Regions from separate parts of the Anser cygnoides genome. Here region 2 is linked to region 1. The links are chromatin contacts, called in public Hi-C maps. All regions are on one chromosome and are shown on one strand. Each heading gives the region's core, a stretch centred on a gene start, on an enhancer-like site or on the middle of the called end of the contact. The rest is flanking DNA. Distances are from core to core; before and after follow the strand shown.

Evidence for each region. Hi-C and Micro-C count contacts between places; a contact is called where the count stands out from the background.
Region 2: a contact with region 1 is called in a Hi-C map of liver, with 4 times the contacts expected there. The contact joins two enhancer-like sites. A contact is called at or near these places in 2 of 7 Hi-C or Micro-C datasets (both in liver).

Annotation. Positions count from the first base shown.
Region 1 is chr12:427,813-431,575 of Taihu_goose_T2T_genome, reverse strand. All of the region lies in intron 3 of LOC106046624, which reads left to right. Among named protein-coding and RNA genes, the nearest start is that of PMFBP1, 93 kb to the right of the region's middle. Within about 2 kb of position 2,060, at least 1 of the 3 cell types and tissues checked has open chromatin away from gene starts, as enhancers often do. A contact at or near this core is called in liver, where this site is marked.
Region 2 is chr12:592,916-596,678 of Taihu_goose_T2T_genome, reverse strand. All of the region lies in intron 5 of ZFHX3 (zinc finger homeobox 3), which reads left to right. Among named protein-coding and RNA genes, the nearest start is that of PMFBP1, 260 kb to the right of the region's middle. Within about 2 kb of position 1,933, at least 2 of the 3 cell types and tissues checked have open chromatin away from gene starts, as enhancers often do. A contact at or near this core is called in liver, where this site is marked.

The sequences.
Region 1 (3,763 bases), core at 811-3,310:
TAGTGCAAAAATGTTTAGATTTTTAGTATCCTCTGCTTGACTGCAAGTGACTATAGAAAGAAGAAAAGAGTTGAGTAAAATATTCTTGGTTATGTCTGCATCTTTATTGATTTTAATTGTGTAGTTTGCATGAAAATGAGAGTGGTACAATTTGCCTTGAGCCTGTATGTATATCTAGTACGTCTTCGTCACATGCTGAAAAAATTCTTTAACCTAGTCACTAGTTTGTATATTCCTGGACTGACTTTCTAAAAATACAGCAGTAAAAGCAGAGAATCCTTTTATTAGAGTAGTGTGACTTGCAAATATTTGATTGGTTCTGTTCCTCTTCTGTGTAAAACTCATGTACTGTTTTTCCTTTTAAACTGTTAGCTGACCTTACATACGAATCCCAGCTGTGCATTAGCATTGCTTGGGGATGTGTTTGTATCTTTTGTCTAAAAATACCCAGCCGGTAGGATTCATGATCCATGAAAGCTAATTGAAACAATTTCTCTTCAAGTTTTGGCAAGCGAAGCATGCATTATAAGCATTAATATCTATAAATTGAATTGTTAATGAATCTAGACACTAATAATGAATGCAATTTTGCAGGCTTAACTAGAAACACTAAAATTATCAGGATCTGGAACAGAATTTTCAATCATTTTTGCTTATTAAATAGGAAAGCTATGCTTTTAATAAGCTAATCATTTTTATTTGACCCCATAGGAGTAGCTCAGCTGATTAGAAACAGGTTTCTAAGTGCAAAACAATGTTGTTTTTCTCTCACTGTTTTAACCACCACAGTGCTGAAATTTCAGATCAGATACTTATCTCCCATTGTGGCTATGACATGAATGCTTACTCTGCAATTCCTCTGAAGGAATTTACAGTAGAATCTCTATTTGTCCCACTTAATGGGAGAGTATTCCGCATAGATGAATAGTGTGTGTAATCTGCCAAAACAATTGTAGCCTTTTGGAAAGATTGTTCATGCAAAAAAAAATCACTTCTATTCATTTTTTATAACCAAAAGTAGAATAGCACTTGATACAATTCCAAACTCAAAATCAAAACTAATAACTGAAATCTTTTTCCCACCTAATTTAAAATTAGCACTGAAGATTAGTTTATGCAGATGAAGAATATGGTAGGATTCAAAACTTCAGCAAGGAAATCCGAAGTTATGATTATGAAGTTTTTAAACAGTTTTGGGATGTATGCAGATTCTATTTAGTCTAGTGGCTGGAGCCTGGGAAGACCCAAGGAAACGGATTCTTCAAGTCCCTTTTGGCAAAATTTTTTTTCCCAAAGCTAATGCTGGCAGCTCTTGCAGACAGGCTATCAGACTTTATTGATCACTGGTGTCTTTTAGAAAAGCAATTTCTTATATTAAAAAAATTAGTAACCCTACACCATTTTTTAAATGAAAAAAATCAGACTTGGTTATCATACCAAGATAATGGTGAAGAACTGTCTGTGAAACTATGTAAGAAGATAGGCTGAAAAGGATGTCAAGGATTTATTGTTGGATATAGGGCTGGAAAAGACCACGAAAGGTTCCTCTGGCTATGGACATGATTGATACCTTTATGGAAATGTATTCAAGTGCTTAATTATCTTTACTATTTGAGAGATTTTTTCACTTATTTAATCTAAATCTACTTTACCACTGTTCATACCTACTTCTGCTTGTTTTGTGTTCTGTTAATGTGGAGAAGGATTTCTGCTCTTTGTCACAACCTTCTAAGGTATCTAAAGGCTGTCTCCTTATATCTCTCCAGCCTGGATAAATAACACCCCATTTCTTCACTTCTTCAGTGTGGACATGCATGGGGTGGCAGCGAGGTTTACTGACTGACTTAGCAATGTGTGGTGGGAAGGGAGAAATGGTAGTGAGCTTGACTGGTTAAAGTGATAAGAATAACATCAACAGATGGAATGAAATAGCACAATTCTACATTCCAATATTCTTCACCAAAATAATGGGATAACAGTATTGTTCCATAATTTGATTTAAAATTAAATATTTATTTTTAGTGAATATAGCAACACCCATTGAATCGTAGTGTATTGCATACAATAGTTCTAACAGTATAGAGCTTTAAATGTTACAGTTAGTCTCAAATACTTATCTCAAGTAATTCATCGTTTTGGTTTTTTTACTGCTTGGGCTTGGTTAGTGAAAGAGGAAGTAAATTTATTTGAATTTATCCAGAACTGTTTCTTGAGATTTCAACACTAACAGCTCAGTAGAACAGGCGTAAATTTTTCCTGTACATCGTGCAGGAAAGCAATTCTAACACAGATGCTTTTACTTCTAGTTTTGTTTGCTTTGGGATTTTGTTTGAACATCAATTATCTTCTAATTTTAGTAAATGTTATTTATTGAGGTAATATCTCTTTAATGTGTTGCAATGTAGAGCAATGCTTGTATTTATCCTTTAAATGTTTGTTTTACATATAGTTTTCTTTTAGCCAAATACAAATATCAACTTCTGCAATTGCAAAATAATGGTTGCACAACTGCTCATCATGTACTTTAAATGCTCACAAGAAAATCACTTGCCAATATTTTTTTCTATTTGTTTTGACTTGGTTCCCTTTTTTTCCGAAAAGGCAATTTAGGTCCTTTGTTGTGGACTGAAGACAGCCTTGCTTGTTGGGTTAGTCCTTGTCCCTTTTGTGTCATAACCCTGAGACGCATCAGACTGAATATGAAAATATCAAGGAAAGTCTACAGTGCCAAAAATTATAATGCTTGATCTTCTAATATTCCCTTGGTACTGAGACAAAGGGAGAAAATGCAGTGTTATGACTATTCCATTTCCAATTTGGAGCATAGGACCATGATTTCAAGTCATAAGGCTGAGTTAACACAAGTATTTGCTTTGCAATACAGTGGCAAAATCTGTATAGAATTATCTTTTTGTAAAGGTTTGGAGCCTTTAATTTCAAGGTGGATGGTATGTTAACTGAATGAAAAATGGCTGTGTACTCTTCCTGTCTAGCTTCTCTTAATCATGATACTCTTCAGGCTTTGAAGCAACTTTCTTCCAGCTTACAGATCCTCACAGATCTGTGGATGTGGTTTTGAGGGGAGGTTTTTTGTTTTTGTTTTATAGGAGGCAGGTAACTGAGGATCAGGAGTTGCTCTTTCACATCTGGTTTTCCTGCTTATTTAAAAGGGGTGGGAAAAAAAGCTTACCTATAATCTTTTTGTGACTGCTGGTATACTGCCCTGTACAACTTCTGTGAGAAGTCCATATTCTGAAAGACAAATATTAGAATTACCTTCAATAATTGGTATTAGAATCCATCCATTAATGGCTAGTGTGTTCAATTTCATTGTCTTCTACTTTCAAAGATTCCTTTTCCTGAGCCATAACACAAAAAAAAGTCTGAGTTACTGCCTATTGACATTCAGGAGACCAGCTGTCCTGAAGTTGATTTCTCCTGTTTAAGTAAACTGCTTCAGTTGGGGCTGTTAACATGTAGAATATTGGCATTTCTGTTTAGTGAACAGTAGTCTTGTATGAGGATTTTTTTTGCTGAGTTTTCTATGTGTACTTTTCAATAAACTTTGCAAATGATCCAGATAAATCTAGTAAGCTGCTAGAGAGTCATGTTCAGACTAAACAAAATATTTTTATCCTGGAGTAAACACTTGTGGTGTGTCTGTGCCACCCTCTGCAAATAGATCAAGTTCCCCAAATTTATGAGGAATTAAATTAACCTGGATTAAAACTTGGTGCAAGTAATCCTTAAATATCCTGGGTTA
Region 2 (3,763 bases), core at 684-3,183, 170 kb before region 1:
ATTTCTTCAGTGAGGTTGTAGTGCTTTGCCAGGTCCTGGGCTCAGAATGGGACTGAAATGGGAGTGTGTGCTGGGCATGCCCTCAGCTGCTTCTGGGTCTGCTGGGACTACCCGAGAATTGGGTAATTCATGGGTGTGCTGTCACATCTCGTACTTACCTGACCTCTGACAGCAAATGCTATCTGGTGGCTGTGGAATAGGACGTGTGCTCGTAAAACCCCATTGATCCTGCAGCAGCCAGCAAGGCTGAGCTGGGAGAGCTAAATGCTGCCGTGTGTACCAAAGACTTTGTTTCAACTAAGTGAACCCTTGGGGGTGTTTTGACAGCATTGCCTCAGCTTCTAGCAGAGCAGTCAGCGATTAAGAATATCAGGTTAGTAGCTTACTCCATTTTGGGAGGAAGAAAGATGACTATGTCAGGATCCAGATGGGACTTTAAGACAGGACTTTGTGGGATTTGGGTGTACCTAGATAGTTGAGTCTCATGGCCCAGTATTTCTCCTAATGGAATTTCCCATCATTTACTGCCCTGCTGATTTCTGATCAATGAAAATAAAATTGCATTGCCTCCTGAGAGGCTCCATGTATGGCTACAGCCTCCAGCTGTGTCAGTTCCGGTAAGATAATCTCATCAGGCGTGCAAGAGGGTAATAGGAAATAAAAATAAAACCCACAATTAGCAAGAGGGCAAGCATCAGAGTAACGCTTTCAGTCCTGGAGGTCTCAAAGCACGTGTAGCAAGTTCCTTCCCCACCCTGAAGTGACAGCTGTGAGGATGCCTGGTCCTACGGGGGTGTGCCGTGATGCCTCTGTACGTGGGTTTGGGAGTCTGTACAGACCCATTGGGCATGTGCTTTGGAACTTGTATTTGTCTGAATCCGTGTCAGTTCTCCCTTGTGAGACAGTTAAACTTTCACGAGAGATGTGTTTGTTCTAAAGTGTTACAGGGATGTAGCAGCTGATAGAGTGGCTGCATTCTGTGGACCTAGAGAGCATGAACTTGAGACTTTGAGCCTGTTGAGTGGCGTGTAGTTATTGACGCCCGTTGGTTGCTGCAATCAGAAGGGTTTATTTTGACCAGATAAAGAAAATCCTCACGCTGTACCTGGAGTCTAGAACAGGGCAGTGTTTTGTAAGCAGGTGAGTGTGCAGATGCTCTCTTTGTGGGAACCTGGGACCTCCTGGACCTCTCTGATCTGCTAAAAGTTGGCATAAAATACAGTCTACCTGAGAAGCTTTCCCAAGCGTACTGGCAGATTTCTTCACCTGTTTTAGGACTCTATTTATTTATTTCCGAAGGTTCCGTCGCAGCACTGTGACTGTGACCAGTAAAACGTACTCCGTGCCAAAACGCTGGCAGCGCGTCTGAGCACATGTGCTTGTGACCTTTGCAATGGGGCTTCGCAACAGCAGCGTGTGATTCAGCGCTAACAGATCGGGCAGCGGCGGTGTTTGTCGAGGTAGCGAGCGGGATGGTTCCTGAATGACCTAATGCTGAGGTCCTGTCTCTGAGCGTGCTCTGGTGGTGCAAAGCACAGGCTTTCCCGAGGGGTGGGAAGGAGTGACCGAGCCCGGGACCAGGCAGCGCGTCTGTTTCCTAACAAGGACTGGATCTGAGCCCTGGCAGAGAAGATCGGCATGACTTACGAGTCTAACTCTTACCCTCTGTTTGGCCCTTGACACTAGTCTGGAACACATATGTTGTTTGGGTAAAAGAGCAGAAAGGAAGGAGCGCTGGCAGGGCTTCTTGCTAGGCATGAGAGTCTGCAGGCTGTGTGCTGTGAAGAGTATTGCTAGGAGGGTGCTGTCTGACAGCACAGCCTTGGCTTTCCAGGCTGGGCCATCTGAGGCTGGCTCTGTCTGCTTTTGAAGTCCTGTTGAGGGCCTGGTTGGAGTTTGCCTGTGGTGGTTTATAAGAGTCAGCTCTCTGTACAGCAGTGCAAATGCCTCCAGTTTCTTACTGGGTGGGACTGCCCAGCACATCGAGTAACTGGAAGGAGGGGAGAGGGTCAGCAAAGCCACAGAAGCCAGCTGGAATTTCTCACTTTCAGGAGTCGCTGCTCTGGTTTGCATCCTGTAGTCTTACTATACGTGCTACGCTGTGGCAGTGATCTGGTGATTTAAATACATATGAACTATCAAAGTTGGTGTTTAAAACTCAAGTTTTAATTCAGGGCATCTCTGTGGGTTGGATGAGTGTAGGTGTTACCTAGTGCATGGTCTTGCTGGGTGTAACTGCACTTTGTGGTGAGGGACAGGGGGCCACAGAGGAGCTGTGACAGCTCTTATCGGACAGGTTACTAGGATAAAGATGAAGGAGGGGCAAAAAAAGGCAAGCTTCAGACTGCAGCAAAAGGAACAGTGAGACCACTTTCGCTAAGAATGGGATTTGAGGAACTGTGGAGTCCGTGCAACTGAGTGAAGCAGCCTGTCCCCAATAGCTCTTTGGTTAATTTTGGAGTTAGGTCAACAACACTGCGCTGAATATGTGAACCAGATGCAAGTGTAGCTATTTATTCAGCAACAGAGTCTGGAAATGACATTTGACAAGAAACGTTGGGGTTTTAGAGCAAAGGGGTAAATTGCACAACTGAAGAATCAAGGAATGCGCAGTGTTTTAAAACAAACCAATGTGGGAACACAATCTGAAACTTCTGTCGTGTCTGACATAAGAGAAGGGAGGTTCGTGCAGGACATGGAAAACAAGCTCCGTGTCCTGGGAGCATGAAAATGACACGTCGCTTATAAACTAAGCAAGTGTTTTACTTTGTTTTGTAGAGAAATGCGACTTAAGCTAGTCTACCTCCACTGCAAAATACTTTTGCTCCAAAGAGTGCCTCTGGAGGAATAAACGCCCTTTTCCCCAGCTGCTCACTTAAAACCCTCTGGCACTCCTCTGGATTACTCTGTTCTCAATGGCAGTGGGTTGGTGATTATATAAATATTTTTGTGTGTAGTACAGTAGCTGGCTCAAAGGGATCAGCAAACTTGGAATAATAGTTCATAACAAAATGTTTTCTGAAAAGCTCCCTGAACCTTGCATTTCTCTCATTGGCTCAACTTTAGCTGGTGTGAAGGACAGAGGAAAAAATGTGGATAATGCAGAAGGTTCACCTTCTCAAGGAGACCCTTTCTCTTAGTTTCATGCCAAGTGCTTGAGCCCTACAGCTTTCAGTCCTGTTTTGTTCAGCATTTCCTTTGCTTCCTGCTGCTTGAAAAGCTGTTTATGCTAATGATCCTGTGAAGATCTGAGGAACTTGCTGTGCTTATGCATGTGAGCCTGTGTGTAAGAGAGCGCTCGTATTCTCTGCCGCGTTAACGAGCGTGCGCAGTGCAGCGCCGGTTTGTGTTGTCAGCACGCCAGTTCTGGAGCTCTGTCGGCTGCCAAAGGCGAGCCCGCCGTGTGGTTGTCTTCCTGCAGGGAGAAGACCGTCCTGTCCTTTTGAGGTGCCTGATGAATCTCGCCTTTCCGTAGGCCACCGTGTCCTCCCTCATCCTTCCTGGGGACCTTGTGCCCTTCAGGACCAGCTGGTTAGAATCGCTTAGAAAGGAGAACGTGTGGTGTTCACAGGGACTCCTGCAGAAGCATGCGAACTCTGGGCTTTGGCAGGATAGTGAGCTGGTTCGTGAGTACTTGCAGCACCAGGACTCCTGTCATCAGGTATTTGAACCTGCGGGTCGATGTTGGTTGGACCCTTCTTCCACCAAGGGGCACGTCTGCTGGCTTCCTGGTGCGTGGGCACGGACGTGTGTCCAGATAGAA